Linked DNA regions of Rattus norvegicus: region 2 is linked to region 1. A link is a contact called in public Hi-C data. All regions are on one chromosome and are shown on one strand. Each heading gives the region's core, a stretch centred on a gene start, on an enhancer-like site or on the middle of the called end of the contact. The rest is flanking DNA. Distances are from core to core; before and after follow the strand shown. Region 1 has its middle 35 kb from the start of Klhl42. Region 2 has its middle 24 kb from the start of Pthlh.

Region 1 (5,493 bases), core at 862-3,361:
TGTCCTGTAGCCCAGGCTGGCCTCAAACTTGTAAACTTCCTGCCTCATCCTCCCCAGTGTTGAGATTCTAGGTCTTTATCATCAGGCTCAGTACCTAACTTTTTAAAAATTTTATTGATTTTTTTGAATGAATTTCCCATCATGTACTCAAGTCTTTTTAACAAGTAGGTACCAGCAGGGCATGGTGGCATACACTTTTCATCCCAGCACTTATGAAGCAGAAGTTGGTGGATCCCTGTGAACTCTAGGATAGTCTGGTCTACAGATCAGCTCCAGGTCTACAAAGTGAGAAACTGTCTCAGAAAAATCCCCAAACCACCACCGCAAACCAAATAGGCACCAATCATTACTGTGATTTCTGCATGCTGTAACTCTGCGCAGACGTTTCCAGGAGTGTAACTGCTCTGCAGTAAGCCAGGAGACATTTATACTTCATTGCACTCAAGATTTTGCCAAAGGCTGAGAGATGATGGCTTGGCCAGTAAGTAAACTCTTTTGGTCCTGAGCCTAACAACTTTAGTTCAATCCCTAGGACCTAGAGGATGGGAGGAGAAAACTCAGTCCCTACAAGTTGCACTGACAGCGTCTGCATTTGCACCATGGTGCACTCACCCACCCACCCACATATATATAATAAGCATGTAATTTAAAAGGATTTTGTCAAACTTTGCTTACTGTGGTAGGGGTCCTCTCCATCACTGTCTGGGTAACCTGCATACATTTTCTTGTCAGCCCTTTATAATAGTCACATCTGTGTCAGGTTGTCCTCTAACGCCTTTATCTTTATCTTTTTTGAGGTAGAGTCTTGCTGTGTCTCCCAAGCTGGCTTATGATCCTTCGTCACTGCAGGTGGATGGCCCTCTGCCTAAATCACATTAATTTCTTGGCAGGAGACTAGGAAGACCTTTTCTTATACACTCGGTCTCCAAGTCCACAAGTGGCCATCACAGGATACAGTAAAAATGAAGAATTAGGTTGGACAGAGCCCAGAACACAGATTGGATGATTCTCTTAGCACCCAGGGTTCACAAGTGCACAAAAGTCCAAGTGAGTGGTTGGAAAGTGCACCCGAAGGAGTACTTGAGGACAAGCAAGTGTGTCTACTCTGAGTCTCCTGACTAGTTTAGGTCACCTTCTGGATAGAACCTAGAACTCAAGCATGCTGAGTAAGAGTCCTTCCCTCTAGCTGTACCCCCAAAGTATTATTATTGTTATAGTTTTTTTTCTGGTTCAGGGATTAAAATGTCAGGGGTTAGAGTAGAAAAGGGTTTCTTAGAGAAAGAAATTGTCCATGATTGGCCATGGGTGGTGGATGGGTCATTGGAAACAGTGACAGGCAGAACAAATCAGCCCCCATTCTCCTGGACACCATTCCCAACAGTTCCAGGCCAGTGAGGAGGTCCTTTGCGGTCAGGCTGTCTCGGGATCTGTGGAAGGAGAGGCTGCAAATGATTCTGATTTCTGACACATTTGGGGCCTGACTATTTCTTCACAAATACAAGAAGAAGAAGAAGAAGAAGAAGAAGAAGAAGAAGAAGAAGAAGAAGAAGAAGAAGAAGAAGAAGAAGAAGAAGAAGAAGAAGAAGAAGAAGAAGAAGAAAGAATGAATATAGGAGAAAAAAAGTTAATTTTTTCCTCCTAAACATCAGAAAAAGTGAAACAGAGACTACTCGGCAGCAGTCAACAGACATTGGATCCGAGTGAGACAGACATCGAATCCCTGCCACCAGAAACGTCTGTTTGCCCCATCAGACCAGTTACAGACTCTTAAAAATAGGAGTTAGCTTTTACAAAATGCCACAATGAAGTGGGATTCTGTGTTATAAACTTTTGTTTTACTACGTTGGCTTAGTATTCTCTCACTCTGCTTAAATACCAAAGCCTGTTTCTGTGGTGCTCACAGTTCCTACCTAAAATTGTAACTTTATAAACTTTATAAAGTGGATCAGCTCTGGAGAAAGCCTGCTGGCTCTCCAGAAAGCCTTTAAACGGTATCGCCAGCATTCTCGGCCACCTAGCGGTAGAAATCTGAATTGCAAGCATCGCGCCAGTGTTGGGATGCTTATTTTAAACCACGGTTGAGGAGCTGGCCAGCAAATTCCAGCCTCCCAACCACAGTGGCCATGTGTGGTCGACTGTGGCTCCGTCATTCCTCTGGGGGGTTTGAGAGACCCAGAGAATCTTGACTACTTATGACTGCCTTTGTGGCTGGAGTGAACACAACTCCATTCCTTTAGAGCCGTGTGTACCAGAAAAATAGTGTACTCTATAAAACTTGGTTCAGAATGTTTTCTAGTTTTCGAATAGGATGAATATGAATCTCCCTCCTCCTCTTCTCCCCTCCTCCCCCTCTTCCTCCCTTTCTTCTTTCTTTCTTTCTTTCCTTCTTCCTTCCTTCCTTCCTTCCTTTCCTTCCTTCCTTTGTCTCTCTGATAAATATTCCAAAGAAGCAATTTAGGGTTATACTGTGGCCCCATCATGACAGCTAGCATGAGCGTGAGGCTGGTTTTGCATGTCTCAGGATCTGGAAGCTTTCTCTCTGGTTTTGTTTTGCTTTGTTTTGTTTTTGTTTTTGTCTAGATTTAATTGAGTTGACATAAAACTTGCCCATGATAGAACTGAGGAAACAAAGCACCGAAAAGCTCTGTTACCACCAGAAATCTTACACAGATCAACTGAAACCATAATAAAAAATCATGCAAGGAGGGCTCAACCAATGTTTCAGACTGTAGATTCCCATTTATAGCTTCTGGCCAAACAGTACTGTGATTCTAGATATTGCTTTGGCCATGAACAAACTTGGCTGTGGACATTGGCAAGCACTCCCAGCCTCAGTTTCTCTACTCTTAAAATCGGAAAGTGTCTGGAGTGCAGTACGAAATTAAATAACTCGCGGGCCAGATTGCGGTTTTGGAGCGGAGGTGAGGTGGCATTGTTCCCTTGGTTCCTCTGTTTGTAGGCACTTAATACCTCTGGAGAATGTGCTCACAACACCACCTGGGTGCATGAGCTCAGCCTTGAGTCACAGGACAGATCAACTCTGTGTGATTCACCTTCCTGGGGCTCCTTAGTCATCTATACTGGTCCAGACAAGGCTGCCCCCGCTGGGACTGCTCAAGTTTGCTTTGAGTCAAGTTGTGCTATTTACTGATAGTCTTCCCTAGATGTGTGGTGTTTGTGTATGGACCCGTGTGGCCAAGGTAACACACATGTTCTGGAGAAAGTTGTGAATCGCCAGAGACCTGGAAACTACTGTTCAGCTTGGAGGGACAGAGGCTGGTGAGTTTTGGGGTGCTCTCCAATATCTGCCCTTGCCACTGCAGCATCAGGGCTGCTACCAGCCATGAAGAACAACGTCAGCGGGTCCCTAACACTTTCCCTAAACACTAGACATTTTGGTAATAATGGCAGCCATGTCATAACTGTAAGCACAGTGTTGCTGTACTGGTGATGGATTTCCGTTGTGTAAATTTGACTTACTATTTGAACAAGCATCAAACTCACAAATTAGCGCTACTCTTTTATTTTTCGAAGAAGGGATTTTGAATTCACAGTTATTCATTGTGCATGTCAACAGGTCTCACTGTGACATTTCCACATAAGCAAGTGGGCTTTGGTCATAGCCACGTCCCCCACCCCCACCCCCAGCTCCCTTGTTCTTTTGTAATCACCTACTACACTCAATATTTAAATTCTGGCTTGCACACACAACAAGAAGGGGTGATGCTTGTCTTTTTCAGGCAGGACATTTGATTCTTCTGTCACCCCATGGTATCCAAGGAGACCCTTCCCCACAGATCACACAGTCCTCAGACTGTCAGGTTTGTGAATAATATGTCTTAGAACCTACAAACAACCCCCTGAATACTTTAAACCATCTCTAGCTGCTAGTGATGCCCAAAGAAGGATGGAGACACACAGTTGTTACAGTGTCATCTAGGGGTAGGGTAGGATACACAGTTGTTACACTGTCTTCTAGGGGAGGATGGAGATACACAGTGATACACTGTTATCTAGGGGTATGGTGGGATAAGGAAGAGTATAGACAGGTTCAGTAGAGTTGAATAATTTTTATTCAAGATCTTTTTGATCTGCAGTGATGGATGTATGTGGAATCTGCAAGTGCGAAGGACTGAGGGTGCACAGTGGTGAAAACCTTAGTTCTTGCATTCAGGTACCCCACCCACCCATTTCATGCTTAGCAGTGTCCCAGTCTGGGTGATAGACTAAAAAGACAATCTATTCTTCTAATGCCCACACCACTGCCTTCAGGAGACATCCACACGCACATAGTAAGTAGCCAGTGGCTATGAAGGCTTCCTTCTGACAACAGGGTCAGAGCCAGGTGACAGAGAGAGTAAATAAGGTAGGCTCTGGAGGTTGCCCGGGACTTTCTAGAATATCTGAATGCTTGTATGAAAACATATTTTAAAGATATAACTCCTCCTCCCCAGTGTAACTGTGGTTGGAAATGGACCTCTGTTGGAGGAGAGCTTGTCCACCGTGCATGAGGTCCTAGGTTAAGTTTCCAAATAAACCAGGCTTGGCGGAGAATCTTTCCATCCTAGCACTTGGGAGGTGAAGGCAAGAAGATCAGAAGTTCAAGGTCATCCTTGGCTATGCAGAGTGAGTTGAAGACTAGCCTGGGCTATGTGAGATCTCACCTCAAAAACAAACAACAAAAATCATAGGGGCAGTGAGATGGCTTTATGGGAGTGCTTCCCTGCAAGCCTGATGACGGACTCACATGGTAGAGAGAGAAAGAAGCAACTTCCCAAACATGTACACATTACACACACACACACACACACACACACACACACACACACACACACACACACACACACACACACATATAAAATAAAAAAATAGAAAGAAACAGAATTGCTTTCTTGCCTCCTCCTGTCATATACACTTAAAGCCCCAGCAATACAGAAAAGCACAGGCACCTACATGGTACCCCAGAGTGGCCACCTGCAGTTGAGTTGCCCATCTGCAATGCATTCTCTTACTGGAGAGATGAGGAGGATGACCTCCCTCCCCCAGGTGCCTTCAAGGAAGGCCCTACTGTGCAATAAATGCTAAATTGCAGTTATGATCACAGTTACTGCTGGGCTCTCTGAACACATGTTGATTTTTTCATTTAGCCACTATACAGAATGGTTTCTTAACCACATTTGTAATAAACAAAAATCCCCAGTCAATATGGAAATGTGAGTTTTCTGAGGGGCCTCTATTCGAATGTTGTTCTTAAGCAAATAAGTCTGGTCTCAATAAGTCCAGACGTGGGACCATCGTCCTGGCTACCAGGGCCTGGTCCTTCCAGGTGGGGCTTGGGGCAGTCTGGGTGTGTGGGAGGCCATGGGCAGAACACTGGCATTGCTGTTTGTGGTGTACCTGTTCAGTCATAAACAGAGAGCCTTAGTTTCCACCTGGCTCCCCTCACTGGCTCTGCACTGAGAAGTAAGAGAGAGAAAGAGAAAAATGAACAGG
Region 2 (5,493 bases), core at 2,214-4,713, 140 kb after region 1:
GTGATACTAATGTGATGTGAGTCCATTTAAAGTGTACTGTAGTTGAAGCTTTTGTTGTGTATATTTTATACATTACATAATTATCTATCTATTTATCTATCATCTATCTATCTCTCCATCCATATATCATCAATCTGGCTATCAATCATCTGTTATCTACCATCTATCATCTATCTATCATTATCTATCTATCTATCTATCTATCTATCTATCTATCTATCTATCATCTATCGTCTGCAGTCTTCCTGCCTCAGCTCAGTTGTGTTATAAGCGTAACCCAACATGCTTGACCAAGAATGATAACATTATTAATCATTCACTGTTTAAAGACCATAGCGTCCCACTTGTGGCCAGTATTTGATTCCCTGATTTAATGTGGTACAGGTACTCATGGGAGTGTTTCTCCTCCTGAAGACAAGTTCCTTTTATCACAAGGCAAACTATAGACCAAAACACATTTACCCTGCCAGATGGGCAGATCCCCAAACAGAAAACAGTGAAATTGCTCAGCTGAGCTTTCCCTGAGTTCATTGATCAGTTAAGGTGTTAGAGGAGAGGGGCCAGCAACACAAAAGCAAAATGAAGATGTTCTTTCTTAAGTGGACTTCTTCAAGAGAGAAAGTGAGCGTGGAAAGAGATCCAGGCAAATACCGCCTGGTAAGGAACTCAGAATGCGTGCTTCACCTTTGAAACTCCTCATTGTATAACCAGACTGAAAAGCCAACAAACGCTTATATAGGCTTGTCTCCAGAAGACAGGAATGAGTGACCAGTGAGTCCTCAAGATATGCTAAGTGCTTCAGCCATTACAGATGTGCAAAACTCCAGGGAAAGACAAGTGTATGCTCATTTTGTGGCTAAATAAAAAGGAAAGTGTTGGTGACAATGTGGGGAAACCAGTACCTTTTCTCATTCAGTAAAATGATTCTGCTGCTTTGGAATAAAGTTTGGAAGTCCCCCAGAAAGCTAATTACATAGCTGGGTGTCACTACACACATATGTGATCCCAGCATTAAAAGTGGGGCCAGAAGGACTGTGACAAGTTCAAGGCCAACCCGAGCTACAAAGGAGTTTTCCTCTGGGCCAGCCAGAGCTCTATGCATAGGAAGACCTTGAAAACCGGGTCTCAAAACATCCATGGGCATGGCATGGGTAGGCGTGGCATCCAACGCTAATTCTACCAATCACTGTTCTTATTAGCTGATAGGGCCTTTCCCAATCTGTGTGTATACTTGGTATAATTAGCCATGTAGACAGTGGTACAGTCCTGTTATAAAGACTAATGATAACCCATGAGAGAACACAATCGGGTTCACAGTATACATTCAGTGGGCCATTATAGTATTTTATAACGTAGTCGATCACAGAAATTCATAGAAAATAAAGTTTAGTCACATGCATCAAACCCACACCGTGTTCCCATTATTTGATCCCAGAGTTGACTGCTGAGCCCCAGAGGCACATGGAAGACAGTGTGTCACTGCACTGACTAGGTAAAGGACGGTCTAGTTCCCACAAAGCACGGTAATCGGAAGGGCAATTGTTTTCTTTTACAGTGCATCTCGGGTCAGGTGAGTGGCACACACCTTCAGTCTCAGCACTCGGGAGGCAGAGGCAGAAAGATCTCTGTGAGCTTGAGGCCAGCTTGTTCTACTAATATACAGTGAGTTCCATTCAGGCTGGGTTACACAGTGAGACCCCGTCTTTTTTTAAATGTCTTATTTCAGTGCTGTACATCAAAGGATAGAATTAACAGAGAGACCAGACATCATGAAGATGGGAGATGAACAAAAAAACCAACAAAGAATGCTACAACCCAGGAACAGAAAGACATGGACTAAACATGGACTGAGGAATGAACATTTCCCTAGTTGATATACCAAGGGGGCAATAAGCATGCGAACAGATGTGTAATATCTTTTCTATAATCTTAGAAATACAAATAAAAATCACAGCAATTCGTTGTCCCTATTATCAAAAAGTAAAAGATAAAAGTTGATGAAGGCTTGGAGACACTAGAATCCTTGTGCTGTGTTGGTGGGAATGAAAATGGCACGGTTGCTAAGGAAAAGAGTGCGGAGGTTGCAAACAGACAGACAAACAACAACAAAAACAAAAAACCTGACTTTGACACCATGAGGCTGAGATGGTTAGCTGTAATGAATCAACCTGATACATATTAGAATCATCTGGAAAAGAGTTTCTGTGAGGGCTTGTCTTTATTGAGTTGGCCTGTGAGTGTGTCTATGGGGGTTTGTCTTGATTATGTCAGCTGATACGGGAAGACTCAGCCCACCATGGGTGGTATCAGTCTCTAGTCGGGGGACTCAAACTGTAAGAGTAGAAAAAAAGCTGAGCTCAAGCAGGCAAGCAAGCAAGCAAGCAAGCAAGCAAGCAAGCAAGCAAGCAAGCAAGCAAGCATGTTTGCACTTGTTTCTCTGTATTCCTTACTGTGGATGTGATGGGACTAGCTTTTTAAAGTTTCTGTCTTGGTTCCCCCCAATGGTGAACTGTAATCTGGAAATATAATCCCTTTCTTTCCTGAGTTGCTTTTTTGACTGAAGCGTTTTATCACAGCAACAGAAAGAAAACAAAAATGAGAATGTGTGTGTGTGTGTGTGTGTGTGTGTGTGTGTATGTGTCTCCAGGGTAACTGAAAGGGTGGAAGAATACTCAGGTTCACAGCAGCACTAGTCACCATAGACAGCTGGGAGAAGCAACACAGATGTTCACTGATGGATGAGGGAATAAACAAAATGTAGCAATTGGATACAATGTTTATCCCTAAAATGGAAGGGAAACCCTGACACTGCTACAGCCTGGAGGACCTGAGCACATTACATAAAGCGAGCCAGCCACAAAAGACAAACGCTGCATGACTCTGCATGTTTGGGGAACCAAGAGTCACCAGAGTCACACAGAGTGGAATGGGATTGCCAGGCTCAGGGGCAAGTGTGATTGTTGGAAGATTTTGAGGGCGGCCAGATTTACCTGGTCTGGAATTTTTACACAGAAACACGAGCTGCAGAATCGGTTGCATACTTAGAAATGGGTACATGGACAAAATGTGTTACAAGTTTACTACAGTTACTAATTTAAAAATGCTTAGGGAGATCACACCAATACAAATGGAGTGCTTTTGAATGCGAATGAGAGATGATGTTGAAAAACAGAAGGCTGGAAGAGTCCATTGAATCGCACTGTTGGGGGCACAGAGAAACCTTAGGGAGGCAAGATAGAACTCACCAGCACTTGTAAAGGTCTGCCTGACAGCAGCGTTGGAAGGATCAGAAACAAATTTTATGTCTTATAACTCGGTAAAAATACGTGGGAAAAACTACAGGGAACAAGCACTTGAGAAGTCTTTATCCTCCCTTAAACATTTCCTTGGTTTTGTCTTCTCTAAACTGCCTTAGTGCACACTGGCAAAAGCACACAGAAAATCTATCCTGGTTGGGTGTTTCCAGACTGGCCGACTCCGGTGCTGCCACCTACTGGTCACTTCTAGACCGTCATGGATTTAAGCTTGCCCAAGCCATTCTGTTTCATGCCAAATAATTACAATTTAAGAATATGACTGAAATGGTTTTAGTAAATTACCTTAAGATGTATCTCTCAGACACTGGGCGTGGTGGACTCTGCCTGTAAGCCTAGCTGCCCCAGATGCTGAGGTGGGATGACTGAACCTTCAGCACGTAACCTGGACAATAGAGAGGGCAAGGCCAGCCTGGATAACTTTGCCAGTCTGTCTCAAACTTAAAAGTGAAAAGGGAGTTGCCAATGTAGCACAGAGGTGGAGCACTTGCATACATGTGGGAGGCCCTGAGTTGTTGGGTTTTGTTTTTGTATCTAGGTAACATATAAATCACATTAAAAAGCAGAGAAATGTATAAACGGATGTCTGTACCCCAGAGCCACCTCCTTAGAATAAGAAGATTACAGAGCAGAAGCATCGTCCACTGCTTGGATTCTGATAGAGGTCCCTTGGCATGTTGACAGGGAACAGAATGGAGAAAAACCTTAAATTAGTTTGGAAAGTCCTGGGTTTTAAAAAGTAAAGCAAGGTCATTTTTTTTTGCAGAATTCCTTAGGAATTTCCCCCAGCTGAACACAGGGACTTTGCACCAGGCTGTGCCTTTTGGGAACATGTGTCAGTTAAGACATTTTTGGGAACAGAGACACTGATCCATGTCATCCTGCCCGAACTCCAGAAAATACAGTAAGTTTTCATGTCATTTCAAGAGGGCGGGGTAACTTCAGATATTAGGTTAAAAAAATAGGGGTTAATAATTACAGTGGCAAGTTGATTGGAGTCAAAGGACATTTCAACTTCAATGATCATGGCATTGTGTGAATGGATTATGCATATGCTAGTTTTCTCCATCATATTGCTGTGTGAGTCTGCCCACGGTTTTCTTGATCTTGGCCATTTTCAGTTGCATTGAGGATGTGTTGTTGTGATCTCTCGCAGATTCCCGGAGAAACAAGGCAGAGAGTAAATCTATTAATCTTGAATGAACTGCTCCTAACAGTCTGCAGTGCTGACTCAGTAACTATTGGCCATTTCTTTTGGTTCTTTCTCAAAGTTAACATTGATTGATTCTGAGATTAGGCGTTTAGTATTGACGTAAGCTAGAAGTTGAACTGTAGCCACCCAGTATTTATAAGTCCAGTCATTTCAAGGCTGTCCTGTGGTACAAGGCTGGGTCGGTGATGATGTGATGGATTGGAAGATGGGAGGGAGAAACGTCTGGAAGCAGCTGGACCTTGAGTGTGATTCAGAGGAGAAGGCTGTGGTTGGGCTGTTGTTCCAGAGATATGGAAGAAACTGAGAAAAGGCTCAGAGCCAGGAGAGGAAGAACCCAGGGCAAAAGGAGCCACACAACAACAAATTTAGCTGTTCTGGAAGGCGAAGGCCAGGACAGGGGGGATATGAAGACAGCCAGAAAGGGCTTTGAAAGAAAGACTCATATATGTGGGTTTGGCTGGAGGTGTAGTCACAGTAAACTCCAGGTCATTAGAGGATGAGGTCAAAGTGATAAACATGGGACACAGAGAGAAAATGAGAAAGATAATGTCTGTGGGAAGGTGCAGTCCTATAAGCACAGAAGAGCGGGCAATGATACATTCATAATAGACTTGACATTGGGTAAGTGGGTATTTGTTGGATGTGTGCACAGGAATGGGCGAGGATTGGCCAAATAAAGGAGAATTACAGAACTAGTTATAAGAATCTATAATCAACACAGAATCTGTCAGAGACTTCCTGGGGGAGGAGGAGGGAAGACCCAAGGGGAATAATAGTAATTTCAAACACACATGTGGGAATGAGGTAAGCGCAATGCCAGCTGCTCCTGTGATGAAGTCACAGAAAAAGAGGGATGCACATAAGATCCTTGCTCAGGAAGAGGGATGCACATAAGATCCTTGCTGTGGAAGAGGGATGCACATAAGATCCTTGCTCAGGAAGAGGGATGCACATAAGATCCTTGCT

What was found. Hi-C and Micro-C count contacts between places; a contact is called where the count stands out from the background.
Region 2: a contact with region 1 is called in a Hi-C map of the A7r5 cell line, with 3 times the contacts expected there. The contact joins two enhancer-like sites. A contact is called at or near these places in 2 of 12 Hi-C or Micro-C datasets (the A7r5 cell line and Schwann cells).

What each region holds. Positions count from the first base shown.
Region 1 is chr4:181,767,465-181,772,957 of GRCr8, forward strand. No RefSeq gene overlaps it. Among named protein-coding and RNA genes, the nearest start is that of Klhl42, 35 kb to the left of the region's middle. Within about 2 kb of position 2,112, at least 5 of the 93 cell types and tissues checked have an H3K27ac peak or open chromatin away from gene starts, as enhancers often do. A contact at or near this core is called in the A7r5 cell line, where this site is marked.
Region 2 is chr4:181,903,313-181,908,805 of GRCr8, forward strand. No RefSeq gene overlaps it. Among named protein-coding and RNA genes, the nearest start is that of Pthlh, 24 kb to the right of the region's middle. Within about 2 kb of position 3,464, at least 4 of the 93 cell types and tissues checked have an H3K27ac peak or open chromatin away from gene starts, as enhancers often do. A contact at or near this core is called in the A7r5 cell line, where this site is marked.